Regions from separate parts of the Gossypium hirsutum genome. Here all the other regions are linked to region 2. Evidence: chromatin contacts called from public Hi-C data. All regions are on one chromosome and are shown on one strand. The core of a region is the stretch at or near the end of the contact, and the rest is flanking DNA. Distances in the headings are between cores, read along the strand shown. Region 1 holds the start of LOC107925341 (C-type lectin receptor-like tyrosine-protein kinase At1g52310). Region 2 holds the start of LOC107951941 (protein FAR-RED IMPAIRED RESPONSE 1). Region 3 holds the start of LOC107925328 (coiled-coil domain-containing protein SCD2).

Region 1 (2,700 bases), core at 114-2,613, 300 kb before region 2:
ATAGTCGAATTGCTAACTCTTCCTCCAACCCAGCAACCATTGACACTTTGGCCACACAGATGTTGTGCAAAGTTTAGTTCTTCAAATGATGTTAGGGCAGCTAAGTGTCCATGATATCGTTTACAATGGATCTCAGATTCATCCCATGATTCCAAACTTTCATTGTACCCAAAGCACTTAGTTTTATTTGGAGCAAGAACCCATCCCGAAGGGCATTCTGCTATTTGACCCAACAAAATGAAACAACTTAATCTTCAAAAAAATGTCAATATTTACCACAACAATTAACAAATTTAACAAATCCAGCACCTTCATTACCCTTATACTTGGAAGAATTGTTAGAAGGTGCAGTCCATCCGTTAGAGGCCTGAGATACCAAAGTGATGACAAAAAGAGAAACATTCAGATTCTGAATGCAAGTTATAAATTCTACAACTTGCATATAACTTTTAGATTGTACAATCTTACAGTGTCAGAAGCCACAAGCAGGACTGCAAAAGAAGCAACTAAGACAATAAATTGCAGGGGGGCAACCTTTACTCCCATCACAACTCTATCTTTAATCCTAGAAACGGGCAAAATAAAAAAGAAAAAGGAAAAGTATCAAAGTGATTCTCTAGCGAAATTATAAAAACAATTTAAAAAAAAACATTAACCAAGTCGTGAGTTCAATGGATTGCTCTTCTCTTTTCTTTAAAAAAGAAACTAAAATATTGGTTATTGAAAAGTAGAAACGATGGCAAAGAAATGAAGATACTTTTTCAAATGCTAAGCAATAAGGCAGGGAATAAAAATAATACGATATACAAAGAACAGCATATACTAACCTCCAAAACCAAAGAGCCAAAAGCTGATCATCAGAATTCCGCTAAGAAACCCTAATGCTCCCTGTGGGTTTAAACTGAGAAACTAAAACAGTATAACAAAATTTTTGGGATCTTCCGGATTTAGTAAATGAAAATATAAAACCGCCTGATATTCAGAAAATGCAATTCTCTATTAATTTCCACAGGGTTTATCAGCAATAGAACTGAGACACACACGGAGAGAAAGAGAGAGGGGATTGAATGAATGGTTGAAAAAAGCAAGGAATCGGTGGGAATGTTTAATAAGAGTAGGAAAGTAGAAAATTAAAAGGCAAAATAGAAAAATAAATGCTAACTGGGCTTGTGCTTTTTAACAATCCATCTACCAAAGATGTAGAGAGCGGTATGCTTTGCAAAGACCGGACTGGCTGTGGCAGAGGTGAAGTGGGTAGTTGCAACTTGCAAGCTTTTAGACTTTTCCACCTTTATTACTCAGTACTACGACTTTACGACCAACTACTATCATATGTAGAGTATACATATATTTAAGCTCGCAAAATCTAAGTTAACCCAAAAGCCAATCCCATATATTTAAATTCGAATTTGATTTTGTTTTGGGGTTCAATTAACGCAAAATGTCATCGCATATAAAACCTAGCATCATTCCCAATCATCATAGGAAAAAGATTGTAATAGATAGATATGCCTCGTCATTCTAAATCTATTATCAATTATTTAACGTCATTTCAATATTTTTTTTATGTCATTGACACATTATTTTGGTAATTTTTTTAACCCGAACCCTAAATCTTAAACTTTGGACTATGGATCCTTGATTTTAGATTTTGGACCTTAGACCTTTAACTTTAGACCTTGGACTCTAGACCCTAGACTATGGACAGTAAACCTTAGACCTTGGACCTTAAACCCTCGATCTTAAACCTTTAGGTCTAGGGTCCAAGATTTTGGATTCAGGGTCTGGGATCCAAGGTCTAGGGTTTAGGGTCCAAGGTTCAAGTTGAAAAATTTACCAAAATGATGTGTCAATGACATGAAAAAAGATGTTGAAATGGCATAAAATAATTGGTAAGAGATACTGGATGATGTAGCATATCTGTTTCATACAGTCCTTCCCCAATTATCATATAATACTCTTCACTTGTCCTGACTCCCAATACGGATGGAAGATGTCACTAAAGCATATATAAATTAATAATCTTGAAAATATTTAAGATTTTAAGCTTTGAAACAATATAAATAAAATCGTAAAAATGAGCTAAAATCAACTTGAATGTTTTGAAATAATCTCAAATCATTTAGAAATCTTTCGTGAGTGTTTAGAGGTGCTCGAAGCAAAAAACGAGCTTCAGATGGCTCAAAACACCCAAAACAATTCAGTAGCACTACCCAAGGAATTAGGTATAAATACATAGCCCACATGTTCTAATATTTGGTGCTATGTATCAGTATCTAGCAAGGTATCAATACATATTTCCCTTTCTTATAGCTTTTCAGCTACTGCTTGTTGATATTAGTGCCCTTAGGTTTTTCATCATATGTAATTTCTAACTTTTTCAAACAAATTGGTTTAATAAAATTCCATCTTTCACATTAATATCATTTGTATTTGTCCTCAATCGTTTTTGCATGCAAAGCAAAATGAACAAGCAAATATTGGCTTGTTGATTACTTACTATTTAACTAATATATATCAGTAAGTAATCTAATGGTCCATAGCCTAATTATAATCAAGCAAATCGGTTAAAAGATTATTATGTCGTCTATCAAGTCCATTTAGGGAGGTACCTTGTCTTGGGTATTAGAGCAAATAACTCCCAAAAGATAGAGACATAGATGTGATTGTCTTGATAGCAAATAAATCAAACAAGACCCA
Region 2 (2,879 bases), core at 196-2,695:
GTTGATTTTGTTTGATCAGCAACTAATGCACAACCAAGTAACAGAAACTGAAGGTGATGATTTACACCAATGAAGGGCACAACTGGTAGTTTATAATCATTCTTGATATATGTGGTGTCAAGAAAAACCACATCATCAAAATAGCTATAATCAAGCCTCCCTTTGGCATCAATCCAAAACACATTTCTCAAGCGCTGTTCTTCATTGAGGTCCATTGCGTAAAAGAAGTTGGGATTTTCATCTTGCATATGGTTAAAACGATCAAGTAAAACTTGAAGATCCCCCTCCTCTAAACCCAATAGCTGACAGCTACGAAATCGATTTGAGTCACCAGCTGTATGATGATCAAGTTTCTTGCGCCCACCAGATTGTGTGGAGGTGGCAAGATGCATTTTTTTAGCTCTTCCAGCGGTAGCACTGACATCACTGTTACCTAGAGCTAAAGGTGTATGACCTCTGGAGTAATATCCTTGGTCCGGGAATGTATCATGGTTATGCTCCTTTATGAAACTACAAACAATCCACCTTCCATCTTGCCTTCTCTTAACATGCATACCAGCTTTGCAGTCTGTTTTAGACCATGATCGGTTAAGTCTGCCTCTCTTCTTCTTGACAGGAATGGTTGTGGCAAATGCAGGTAGAGGAGACTCTGGGTCATTTCCATATCTAGTACATACAAATTTTGCATCGATGAACTTACCAGATATTCTTGAACGACGGCTAGCTTTTATTATGGAAGAAAAGCCTGCAGATTTGGCATATTGTTTGTAAAACGAAAATGCTTCCTCTTTGGAATCAAATTCCAATCCATCAAGTCCATATTCCTTGTGAAATCTAGCAGCGTCAACAGATGAGGATCTGACTCTGTCATCACTACTACTATCAACCATATTAGTTAGTTGTTCACTTCCTTGTGATGATTGTGTGTGAGGAAAAGCGTGGGAAGCATTAATTAGTCTTTTCATAAACGCAAAGTAATCCACCCACTGAGAATTGCAAAGATCAAGTATTGGAAGTAAGGTTCAATAATTGTTGTTAAATCCAACATTTCTGATAGTAAAACTCGGAGAGAGAAGTGGGTTTTAAGTTTAATTAATTAAAAATATATGGAGGCAAACAGAATGTAGGATGGTGGATCAGTAAGTTAAGAGCGGAGGGAGATTGTTTTGCTGGGAATTTAGGTAATCATATAATAAAAAATAAAATAAAAAGACACAGAATGAGGGGTGAGGAAGAGAATTTACCTGAGGATGGAGGATGGGATGAGTAAGCAGAGGCAGGCAGGCGGGTAAGAGTGTATTTAGGAAATAGATAGAAATAGTCGTCCTGTCCTTCCTGCCTCCCCATCTTCGTGAGCCCAAAGATAAAAGGAAAAGGGCACAAATACATGTACATAAGAAAAAAAACAAAGCCTTCAACCAAAGGCCCATCAAAATCCGCAAATCGGTAAAACTATAAGTCCAAAGTTTGCTTTTATTTTCTTCCCTACCAAAATCCGCAAATCGATATAAAACTATAAATTTAAATGGTTCTTAAAAAATTTTAAAAAAAATTAATTTTGAAATATTTGAAACTTTTTAGGCTTTTACTTCACCCCATTTTCCCCAAAAGCTCATCCGCCCCAACTAGCTCCACCATTTTCCCAATTCCCCCTACACCAAATCAATCGCATCCGTTTTTCTTTACTTTAGTTCTTCATCAATCATGAGCTCATTCAAACTCCCAAATACATTCTTCTTCTTCAAAAAGCCCTAAATTAAACTCTCCATTATTCTTCTTCATTATTTCATTCAAACCCCAAATCAAAATCCCTAAATCAAATCCTCCATTTTTCTCCTTCATCAGTTCATTGAATTTTCTTAGGTTAGGCAAATCTCTCACCATCTTCGATCTCCGTCTTCCAGTCACTCCAAAACTGGTGTTCCTATTAGTTGGCACCGCTCTGTTCTATTCAATCTTAACCTCGACTTTTATGCAATGTTTCCCACAACACATCGTTTCAACTCAGCTGGCCTCTTTTAGATGAACAGTTAGCCTATTTCAATGTGTTTGAATCAGTTTTTGTGTTAAATCTCATTAATGAAGTGTTTGGATCAGGGATTTAAATAGCGGTCCGATATTATTATAGTGGTCTCTATACAGTGGGTAGCGGCACCGTCCAAAATTGCTACAGCCGAAATCGCTATTATGTTTTACAATAAGTTGTGTAAATTTTAAAAAAAATTTCACGACCACGATACTCGCAGTAACCACAATAACATCTATTATGTCCATAATCGAGACAAACGCAATGCGGCCGTAACCGCAATTTAAATCCCTGACTTAGATAACACCTCTAATTGCCCAGGAGAATGATTCTCTTGTGCTGCACCTCCTGGTGCTCACCTTTGCTTTAGTGCACTTAACGCAACCTTTTTTTTCTTCTAATTTTACCCATGGCTCTTTCTATTTTTTTAACTTTCTTTTCCGTTTGCTTTAGTGCACTCAACGCAACCTTTTTTTTCTTCTAAAGTTGAAAAGCCCAAGCAATTTTACCTTTAAATTAGGTTGGATAAATACTTATATTATAATAAATTAACAAATATTATAATTTATAGGATAATAAGTAAATAACAATTGAGATGTTTTAATATTATAACTATCATTTAAATAAATACAAATATTGTAATTTATAGGATAATAAATAAAATATCTGAAGACACATTTTAATATTTTAATAAATAAATTTATAAATTTACATATTTTTAATAATTTTTATGACATGTCATAACTATTTTTTGACAAGTGGATAGTTTTATTGCTTGACACATCACCATGTTTTATATTAAATTAATATAGGCACTATTGTTTAAAAATACTAAATAAATTATTTGAATTAT
Region 3 (2,736 bases), core at 42-2,541, 340 kb before region 2:
TTGGGCGGCGGTACAGGTGGTGCTGTACGAAGAGACATTGATGACCTTCCAGTTGATGTCGATCGAACTGATGGTGCTTCCTCTACCAAGTTCCGTGCTAACTAGTCCCAGAGTATCAGATATTCGGGTTAGACCTCCATATACACTAGTAAACTAAAACATCTAGTTTGGAGTTTAACATTAGCAATCGATGCATAAAACATTATTAGATTAACCATTATCCACGCTATTATTTTGCATTTATTAAAATTCTCCTAGTACAAATCTTACCAACAAATTTTTTGATCGTATACAATCTGAATTTAGAAGAAATCACAAAACGTAAAGCAAGAGAATTTACAACACAATGCAACTAATATCAACTTCGTGCCGCATTGAACTCAGAGATCAAATCTGATCTCTCCTTTATTAACATTCTCCTAATACAAATTCCTCAGCAACAAATTTCTCGATCAAACACAAAATCCAAATTTAGAAGAAAATACTAAACGTGTAGCGACAGAACTTAAGACAGAATGCAACTAAAATCAACTTTGCGACGTATCGAACTCAAAGATCAAGCCCTACTTCAAAGAAAAAGCAAACGAGTAAAAATAGAACAGTAAGAATTTAGCAAATAAAGTAAACCTACCGCAGGTGAAGGAGATCTCCCGATCCTCGTAGAGTTAAGAGCGGTTCTATTACCGACACCACCAGCCGTAGCGGCGGTGTTTTTTCTAGACAGAGCGAGAGGAGGTGGAGCACTGTACCGGAAACCTAGATCGTCGCCGTCATCTTCTTCATCGTCATCGTCAGTGGTTTGCGAAGCCATGACCTGAGCCAGCCGCTGAGCCGCAGCTTTCGCGGCGAAGTTTTGCGTGCGCTTTATGCTGGAAATGCCAGTGGCGGAGGAAGAACGCGCGTGGCGGGATTGGTTATGCGCCGGCGACAATGCAGGTGACTCAACACCGCCGCCAGTGCTCCCCGTGCCCGAGTGACTACTCCACCGGCGCGTGTAGCTGGGGCTCTCCGTTCGCTTCCGGTCCATCAAGCCGAAGTTAGTAAAACTGGATTCTATTCTGTTTCTTTTATTCGTAACAACAGTAATAATTAACAATATAATTAAAAAAGAAAGTGAGTGAAGGCAAGCCTAGATCTTAGTGGAAGGAGAGTAGCAAAGAGTAAGACAGAAGATAACCATGTTTTAGAGATAGACGGAGAATTTCTTTTATATATTATGTTTTAAAATTTAAGTTTTGCTTCCCAGGTCAGACTCGGTTTTTTCATTTCAACTGCACGATTTGAATGAAAAACCAATATTGTAAAATAATTTCTCCTTAAATTACATGCATTTGGAAATTAAAATCTAGATTTGAATTTCTTATTTTCTTTAGAAATTTAAAATAATTTAAATTTAGATTTGGATTTTAATTAATTTTAATTTTTAAAATATTTTTTAAAATTTAATTATTTAAGAGAATTTGAACATTGTTGTTTGAACCCGTCTAGACTAGTCGATTAGACCGCAAACCGGTCAGGATAGTACTTTGGAGAAAAGCATTGGATCAGTTGACCTAGGGACCGATATGAATCAATTGATTGGACGGTTGAACCATTTTTTTATGAATTTTTAATGATTTGTTTAATAAAATCATATGGATTGATCGAACCAGTCGTAGGAGTCAAACTGATCGAACTGGTCGAATTGATTGAACCGATTGGGCCAGCAAACGATGGTCCAATTATGGAAATTATAAATTAAAAGTTAGGGGTTTATAAATTAAATTTTTGAAAATTATGGTATAAATGAATTTTTTTTGAATATTTATATTGTATTAAATTAAGTGCATGAAGTATCGCCACTATTTTCAAAATTGAACTGAATGACCGATTAGACCAATTAGATCAGAAATTGGTCGAGGTACTAGTCCAAAAAAGAGGTTAGATTTGTTGACTTGTGAACCAATTAAACTGATTAGACAGATCGAACCGATGGTCAAATCAATTTTTATTTGTAGTTTTTATTTTTAATAATTTATTCAATCAAATCGATTAGATCAGTCAAACCGATTAAATCGAAACTAATAATTTGGTCGGTTTGCCTACTAGTCTAATTTTGAAAACTTTGAGTTTCGTTGATGATATATTATAAGTAAAATTAATTATTTATTATTTGAATTTTGAAATAACTATGAAAGAAGAGAGAACAAATAAGTTCTCATGTTTTTTTAGTTAATTTTGTATTTTGAAAATCCCAAGCTTTAAAATGTATTTTGAAATCCCAAGCTTTAAAATGTATTTTGAAATCCAAAATTTAACTCTTATGAAATTGGACTTAGATTTGCCCAAATTCAAATCCAATTTTTTATTTGTTATCCAAATAAACAATTTGGATTTAAAAATAGGTTTTACTCACGCAACATTCAAAAAATTATATAATAGCCACTAACTTTATCAAGTTATTATATTTTTATCACGTGTCCAATAACTTCCCTTAAAATTAAAAAAAATTATAAAAATATTTTAAATAATTATAAACAATTTCCAAAAAATATATATATGTACCTTCTTTTTTTCCATCGCTAACCCATCATCTTCCTTATTCTTCCTCCCATCCTTACTTTATCGTTGTTTAGTGGTCTTCATCAACTAGCAATGGCACCTATCTAACCATATATTGAATGAGGATGGTAGCTTTGATTTTCAAAATATTTTGACATAACAAACTATTAAGATGAAAATATTTTGATATAACAA

The links. Hi-C and Micro-C count contacts between places; a contact is called where the count stands out from the background.
Region 1: a Hi-C map of leaf shows a contact between it and region 2, with 2.4 times the contacts expected there. The contact joins the promoter of LOC107925341 here to the promoter of LOC107951941 in region 2. A contact is called at or near these places in 6 of 34 Hi-C or Micro-C datasets (fibers, hypocotyl and leaf).
Region 3: a contact with region 2 is called in a Hi-C map of leaf, with 3 times the contacts expected there. The contact joins the promoter of LOC107925328 here to the promoter of LOC107951941 in region 2. A contact is called at or near these places in 5 of 34 Hi-C or Micro-C datasets (all in leaf).

What each region holds. Positions count from the first base shown.
Region 1 is chrA01:65,171,866-65,174,565 of Gossypium_hirsutum_v2.1, reverse strand. LOC107925341 (C-type lectin receptor-like tyrosine-protein kinase At1g52310) reads right to left here and starts at 1,363. Exons shown (of 6, transcript XM_016856012.2): 1 at 828-1,363; 2 at 469-565; 3 at 319-367; 4 at 1-217. The coding sequence starts at 546.
Region 2 is chrA01:64,870,782-64,873,660 of Gossypium_hirsutum_v2.1, reverse strand. LOC107951941 (protein FAR-RED IMPAIRED RESPONSE 1) reads right to left here and starts at 1,445. Exons shown (of 9, transcript XM_016887128.2): 1 at 1,245-1,445; 2 at 1-986. The coding sequence starts at 1,430.
Region 3 is chrA01:65,214,419-65,217,154 of Gossypium_hirsutum_v2.1, reverse strand. LOC107925328 (coiled-coil domain-containing protein SCD2) reads right to left here and starts at 1,291. Exons shown (of 17, transcript XM_041100386.1): 1 at 632-1,291; 2 at 1-101. The coding sequence starts at 1,027.